2 separate regions of the Mus musculus genome follow, and region 2 is linked to region 1. The links are chromatin contacts, called in public promoter capture Hi-C maps. All regions are on one chromosome and are shown on one strand. Each heading gives the region's core, a stretch centred on a gene start, on an enhancer-like site or on the middle of the called end of the contact. The rest is flanking DNA. Distances are from core to core; before and after follow the strand shown. Region 1 holds the start of Mrpl32 (mitochondrial ribosomal protein L32). Region 2 holds the start of Eef1e1 (eukaryotic translation elongation factor 1 epsilon 1).

What was found. Promoter capture Hi-C pulls out the DNA fragments that hold promoters and counts their contacts.
Region 2: a promoter capture Hi-C map of pre-B cells shows a contact between it and region 1. The contact joins the promoter of Eef1e1 here to the promoter of Mrpl32 in region 1. A contact is called at or near these places in 1 of 39 promoter capture datasets (pre-B cells) and 1 of 484 Hi-C or Micro-C datasets (CD4 T cells).

Annotation. Positions count from the first base shown.
Region 1 is chr13:14,610,660-14,614,358 of GRCm38.p6, reverse strand. Mrpl32 (mitochondrial ribosomal protein L32) reads left to right here and starts at 1,322. Exons shown (of 3, transcript NM_029271.2): 1 at 1,322-1,467; 2 at 2,755-2,936; 3 at 3,619-3,699. The coding sequence starts at 1,341. Psma2 (proteasome subunit alpha 2) reads right to left here and starts at 1,117. Exons shown (of 8, transcript NM_008944.2): 1 at 1,044-1,117. The coding sequence starts at 1,084.
Region 2 is chr13:38,657,250-38,661,105 of GRCm38.p6, reverse strand. Eef1e1 (eukaryotic translation elongation factor 1 epsilon 1) reads left to right here and starts at 2,078. Exons shown (of 4, transcript NM_025380.2): 1 at 2,078-2,199. The coding sequence starts at 2,113.

The sequences.
Region 1 (3,699 bases), core at 73-2,572:
GAGCTAAAGGGATCTGCAACCCTATAGGTGGAACAACATTATGAACTAACCAGTACCCCGGAGCTCTTGACTCTAGCTGCATATGTATCAAAAGATGGCCTAGTCGGCCATCACTGGAAAGAGAGGCCCATTGGACACACAAACTTTATATGCCCCAGAACAGGGGAACGCCAGGGCCAAGGAGGGGGAGTGGGCGGGTAGGGGAGTGGGGGTGGGTGGGTATGGGGGACTTTTGGTATAGCATTGGAAGTGTGAATGAGCTAAATACCTAATAAAAAAATGGAAAGAAAAAAAAAAAAAAAGAAAGAAAATGGTCAAAACACAGTCCTTTGTCTAAGTTCATCCATGATGGTTTTTTCTTAAACAGGGAACAATAGTTCCCCTTAACTGCACTTTGAGAAAATATATATAACTCTTTAATTCTTTCTCCCAAAACATAAGGGTCTAAAATCGTTTTAAAGCAATTTGTTAGTGGATCAAGCAAAATACAGAGGTTATCAGTTTGCATGTGCCACAAAAACTTGACAGGAAATCAGCGCCTTCATTTTATACTTCTTAAGCTTCTACAGGAGCACAGGCGAAACCGAAAGCAGTGTGAGCTTCAAAGCACATCGCTGCTAAACAGAGACTAAAACTAAGATTTAACAGCAAATAAGGATCTCCCAAAAGAAAAAGGACGTCTCACACGTCCCATAAGGAGTCTGGGTTTACAAAGCTCTCGCTCAGGCCTAGCCGGGCCAGTAAAGAAATCCTGGACCTGAAGAGAGCAGCTGAAAACAGACTATCTCAAAGCACCCTTCTCCTAGTCTAGAAGGAGAGCCAGTGCTTAGTGCTTGGCTTGGGGCCTCCCGTCCCTCGGCCCGCAACACGGCCGGCCTCAGCCAGGGCCCAGGCCTGGCACGGAACATGACTCTGCAAAGCTACGAGTCCAGCTCCGTCACCGTGCACTCCTACGCAAACACCAGCCAGGTCCGACACACGGGACCATGTCTGGGGCGCTCCTGTGATCTGCGACGCATGGAACCTGCGGGTCCCCCGAATACCTGAATGTAGTCAGCGAGAAGCTGTAACCGCGCTCTGCCATCTTTACCCGGAAAGTCGGAACACAGCCACGCACATGCGCAGTAAGTATGCTTCCTTTAATTTTTTTTTTCTTCTTTGCTCTGATTGGAGGAGAGTCACCTAGGGGTAGCTGGGAGTTGGAGTTTTTGGATCACAGCGGTCTTTGACCCTTGCGCATGCGCAAGAGGGGCCTGCGCATGCTCTGAGCGAGGAGGCGGGGAAGTGGGCGGACTTAACGCATGCGCTCAGCCCGCGTCCCGCTCTGTCTTGAGAAGATCATGGCTCCTTCGTTGCTGCTGCTTTCACTACCATGGCCGGTGCGTCCCGGACCGCTCCAGAGGTGCTGGGAGCTGCTACAACGGCAACTGCAGCAGAGCTGGAGTCGCTTTGTCAGTCCTCCGTGGGGTCCGTAAGGAGAGAGTTCGTGGAAAGAGGGTTGGTGAGGGCTTCCGGGTTGTAGCGTGGTTTTTGGTTGGTTGATTGGTTCGTTATTTTATTTGTTTGTTTGTTTATTGGTTATTTATTTATTTATTTATTTATTTATTTATTTATTTATTTATTTATTGAAACTGTCACCGTAGCCAGGGTGGTCTAGAACTCACTGTATAGCCCAGGCTAGCTTCGTATTTATTTATTTATTTATTTATTTATTGAAACTGTCACCGTAGCCAGGGTGGTCTAGAACTCACTGTGTAGCCCAGGCTAGCTTCGAGCTCCTGGTATCTTGGGCGTTAAATTTGAGATTGCTGTATTATTTACAGTGTATCGCAAAAGTGATAATGCCCAGTCTGAACAGAGATATATTTTATTATATCTCAAGCGCAGCATAATAAATAATTGTCTCCATGTTCTACCTGAGATAATCATTTCAGTCCATTCGTTGTCTAATAGGCCTGTGCTTGGACAGTTTATGTAGTGGTAAGAAGTCCTAAGAATTGAACGAACGTTCGCAAGTCTGAAGAACATAAGAAAGGGTAAAGAAGTGATCTAAGCAATTTAGAAAAACAAAGGTGAAACACTTGATAATCTCATAAATAATAAATCTTTTCTTAGAACACAGGTTAAGATTAAATATTAAGGAAAAATTTAATGGCTTTAGGAACCTACCAGGTTTAAAGAAAAAGGACCTAACTGGATCAGGATAGTGTGGTACAGATGACCATTGTAGTCATCTCAGTGATGTGAGTGAATGTAGGGAGTCTCGGGATTAGATTACTTGTACACTACTTATTACTGAACTGCAGTGTCCCGGATTATATACGGAGGAAATGCTTAGTAGAGTAGCCTGGCTGCTTTGGTAGCTTGCAATAAGAAAGCATTCCAGTTGAAGTATTTTAAATTGCCTTTTATATGAGCTTTAGTATATTTTAATAGCTGGGGATTATTACTAATGTTTGTTGTGTTTAACATTCAAAACTATTTATGTCAGGCCAGCCATATGGCTCAGTAGTAAAGGACCTTGTTGCTAAGTCTCAGGACCTGGGTCCTAGCCCCATGGCCAGTATGACGTAAGGAGAGAACTAACTCTGAAAGCTGTCCTCTGACCTTACATGTGCACATATACTCACAAACACATATAATTTATAGGTGTGTATATTTAGTGACACTACACATGTTGACTGTTAAAGGAAATAGTGGCTGTATTCATTTAGGAACTCCGAGTTGATTCGGCATCTCTGTTTTGTTTTATAGCACCAGCATTAGCCGTCCAGAGACCATCCATCCTCACAGAGCTAGCACATGATACTTGTGAAAATAAAGAGAATTCCAGCTTTTTAGATAGTATCTTTTGGATGGCAGCTCCCAAAAACAGACGCACCATCGAAGTTAACCGATGTAGGAGAAGAAACCCTCAAAAGCTTATTAAAATTAAGGTAATGTGTGAACGGGTGTAGGTGTGTGCACATACACACTCTCTTCCACAAGTCTAACACTGAATAGCCCGGTATTGTATTTGTGTAGCAGAGAAAACCAGCCTTATAATAGTCTTAGCATCTTGTTTGGCTCATCATGGATAGATACGTAATCTAATTCTTCCTTAATGTTTTAAGATACTCTTAATGAATCATCCCATTGCTTAGATGGGCTCCTTGTTGGTTATTATTTGAAGTTAGAGGACTGATAGAGCTCTTAATTCAAAAGTCAAATGAGATCATTACAAACAATTCTGAAAAAAATCTCCAAACTTCTTGACTATGCTTTTAATTGTTAATGTGGAATTCACTACACTCATATAATGAAAATATTCTACTCAAGCTGGAGATTAGACAAAAGAATTTGAGAATAGTTTACCCATAGGCTATACGAATAAAAATATACCAGATTGGTAAACTTGAGTTTTAGTCCTAATTTTCTTACTAATTTGAACTCAGTGTTGCTATTTTTTTTTTTTTTTTTTTTTGGTTTTCCTGTTAAAATATATTGTTGAACTAGCTAGTATATAGTCTTATGTAGCACGAACATTCTCAGAAAGCTACAATGTCAGCATGTTAGAGTTCTTGCTGGTGATTATGTATTATATTGCTTGTTATTAATATGTTTTTCTTTGTTTTAAAGAACAATATAGACATTTGCCCTGAATGTGGTCACCTGAAGCAGAAACATGTCCTTTGTGGATATTGCTATGAGAAAGTACGC
Region 2 (3,856 bases), core at 829-3,328, about 24 Mb before region 1:
TAGCTTCAGGCTTTCCTTTAAACTTTGTATCTCTTTGAGCGCCAGACTTGGCTCCAACATCCCGGTGCTCTCTTTCTCCTCAAACAGTATCTTTTGTATTTTTTTTTCCTTGCTCCTTTTCATTATAGATCTGGCTAAGTGTGACCACCAACAACTGCATGACACAGTCAATCCTGGGCTACCTTGAAATCTCTGCCAACAGTATTAATCCAAAGTCTTCAATTTAGGTTGGTTTTTTTGTTTGTTTGTTTGTTTGTTTTTTTAATTTTAGGACAAGGGCACAAGGGAGCTACTACATTCTTTGCTAAAATATCATAAGAATGGTTTCTTGGCCACTCACTAAAATTCCTCCCCTCTGAAATTTCTTGATCTGGGCCCCATAGTTCAAATCACCCTCAGCATTGTTTTCCATGCCCCTACTAGGAAGGTCCATTAAGTTTCACTTATAGCATCCAAAGACTTTTCTAGTCCAAGTCCCAAAGTCTTCCATATTCCCCCAATGTTGCGGCCGCCAGCAGCTCGCAACATGAACGGTTCGACTGAGAAGGCCACTCGAGCTGTAAGAGAGGAATCTAGACGGGGCGAAAGAAGAAACGGAGCTAAGACAAATTCATTCTGATCAAAGCTCAAATTTTATTGTTGCGACACTAGTTATAAAGGAAGGGGGAGGGGACCCAACTCCCGACGAATAATCTCTGGTCCAGTAGAAAGGTGCACCTCCGCAGGTTCTAGCAGTGGGCGTGGCAGAACGAATGAGCAGGAAGCTCCACCCCTGAACAAGCAGGTTTCAGGCTGGGGGAGGGGAGACTACACCCCAACAAACAGAATAATCAAGCCTGTCACAGCAACATCTTGGTTCCTGGTACCAGCTTCTGTCTTGGTCACTGTTCATTTGCCTATAATCACCATTTTTATTCAAACCACCACATAAGGATTCAACTTGTCTCAGTTAGAGTTTCTATTGTTGTAAAGAGACACCATGAGTTACTATTAACTTTTATAAAGAAAAACATTTAGTTAGGGCTGCCTTACGGGTTCAGAAATTTAGTCCATTATCATTACAGTGAGTCTCATGGCCCCAGGCAGGCAGACATGATGCTGAAGGAGCCAAGAGTTTTATATCTGGATCAGCAGGAGGCAAGGAAAAAAAAAAAAAAAGAATGCCACTAGGATCTGAAACCTCAAAGCCCACCCCCACTGCCACATTTTCTCTAACAAGGCCACACCTACTCCAACGAGGTCACGCCAATAGTGACACTCCCGGTGAGCATATGGAGGCTCATTTTCTTTCTTTTGGGGGGGGGGGAGAGGAGGGGTTCGAGACAGGGATTCTCTGTGTATCCCTGGCTGTCCTGGAACTCACTTTGTAGACCAGGCTGGCCTCGAACTCAGAAATCTGCCTGCCCCTGCCTCTGCCTCCCGAGTGCTGGGATTAAAGGCGTGCACCACCACGCCCGGTTGGGGGCTTATTTTCGTTCAAACAACCACAGATCTCAAGTTCCCTTGCTAGGTCACTGGCCCTTATCCTTATTTTAATTTAAGATTGTTCTATAATTTTCTTATTTGGAGAACTATTTGACGAGTTTGGGAATCAATGCTTTATATTTATAAAACAAATAATCTAAATTATTCTTCTGATCTACAATAGTTTTATAAGCATTGTAATGAATGATTCAATCTTTAAGATTCGGATACATTCAGCCAGGCAGTGGTGGTGCATGCCTTTAATCCCAGCATTTGGGAGGCAGAGGCAGGCGAATTTCTGAGTTCGAGGCTAGCCTGGTCTACAGAGTGAGTTCCAGGTTAGTCAGGGCTATACAGAGAAACCCTGTCTCAGAAAACAAAACTAAGATTCGGATACATTCTTCTGTGAAACTGTCTACACTCCGTGCTCTCCTCTGCCTACTGTGAGCAATCCACCGGACTCCGAATGTGGTTGGCCCCGCCCTTAATTACGAACCGCCCCCTGCCTTGAGCTGACTCCGCCCCTTTCGCGCAGGCGCGCTTGCCGTCCTCCCAGCCAATCGTGGGAGACATCTGTGGGGCCGGACTTCCTGCTCAATCAAGGTCCTAGCTGTGCAGGCCCCGCCTCCCTAGGAGCTGGGCCAGAAGATGGCGGCGGCCGCGGAGTTGAGGCTGCTGGAGAAGAGTCTGGGACTGAAGCCGGGGAATAAGTACAGTGCTCAGGGCGAGCGGCAGGTGAGGCGCAGCGGTAGGAAAGCAGCAGGGCGGCGGGGTGACCCGGAGCCTACGCGACCCGGCCGGGGCATCGGAATGGACTCCGCTCCCCACGTGCGTGCGGGGCGGGCCGCGTGGCTCGGTCTGGACCTCCAGGCAAATGTCACCGTCCTCCCCTCGGGGAGCAGAAAGCCAGTTCGCGGAGGCCTGGGCAGAGTCAGGGGTTCAGATCCCTGTAGGCGGCCGTTAGCCGTGCCTGGTCCTTTCATTCAGCGACCGCCTTTCCAGCGGCTGGCCGGGCGAGCGGTACAGATTCCTGGAAGCCGCCTGGCGGAGGGAACACGGAATAGGACCCTGCTCATTCTGGCGACACACCCGCTTGGATGTGCATTGTGCAGAGAATTGAGGAAGATTCCGGGTGTGGGGCAGTGGAATGCTTGGTGAGATAGAAGAATCCTGATTTCTTAGGGTGTAGAAAGTGAGTCCTTTGTAACTCATCATTTGCCGTAGAAAGATGGTACTAGAGGAAGAATGGTAGTGGGAAACCATAGAGTGTGCCTTGAACGGGATTCCAGATCTAGATGGCTTGTTCCTGTTTGGGCCCAAAGGTTTTGTTTTGTTTTGTTTTTTCCTTTAATGTCTAAATCGTAGCGGTATTGTGGGGTTCACAGTAACTTAATGTGGCACCTGGAAAGGTTAAATGACTTGCCTGCCGTAGGCTGCGAAGGCCATCCTCCCCAGAGGTGATGTGCTCTGTCCTCAGCCCAGTTTCCTTTGCACACCCTCTTTTTTGGCTTTGCCGAGACATGAGAGACAGTCTTGCTTTCAAGGCATGAGGGACAGTCACCAGCAATTAAGGGCCCAATAGGACAAGCGACAGGGGAGGAATACATTGAGGACAGTGGCACAGTGCCACAGAGGAGGTGGGATTTAAGCTTCAGTGAGAAGCTGGTGTTCAAGAGATTAGACTTGGAAGGATGTAGAAAACCAGTGAATTACTATGTAAGTTTGGGTCCAGTAAGCCACCCAAAACAGAGTAGTGCAATACAGAATAAACCCAAGTTCAGTCTTAGACCAAGTTCAGTTTGAAGTTCAGAGTTGGGTTTTAGTGCCTTGTGTAATGGAAACGTTTCACAGTGAGTCCCAGTTGAAAGTTTCTGGTTTTCTGTGAGTACAGACCAAAGACTAGAGATGAAATCACCGTGTTTCCTTAGTTGAAAACTAACCACAGTACACCAGCAGTTACGATGTGCTCAGCGAGATTCCCAATAATAATGACAAGGAACAGTCTAAGGATCCAACTGTAGGAGCAAGGTCCATTAGATTATGGTACATCAGTACATGAGGAAACTACTACTTATCCACCCGCTAGAAGTAGCTCACATCAGGACTTGGGGAGCTGAGAAAGGTGGATCACCAAGAGTTCTCGGCCAGCCTGGGCTAAGGACTCAGAACCTGCCCCCTCACCACCACCACCACCACCAACAACAACCCACCCCCAACCCTGCCAAACGTGATTGCTTTGAAGGCTACGGAATCCCAGAATTGTTATGAAAATAATGTTTCTGATAATTAAACATGCATTAAGAATTGTGCGTGTTAGATTATATATACACCTATATACAACATTTCAGTGTTATATAAATCGTTAAGAACTGCCATGTGGGTGCTGAGACTT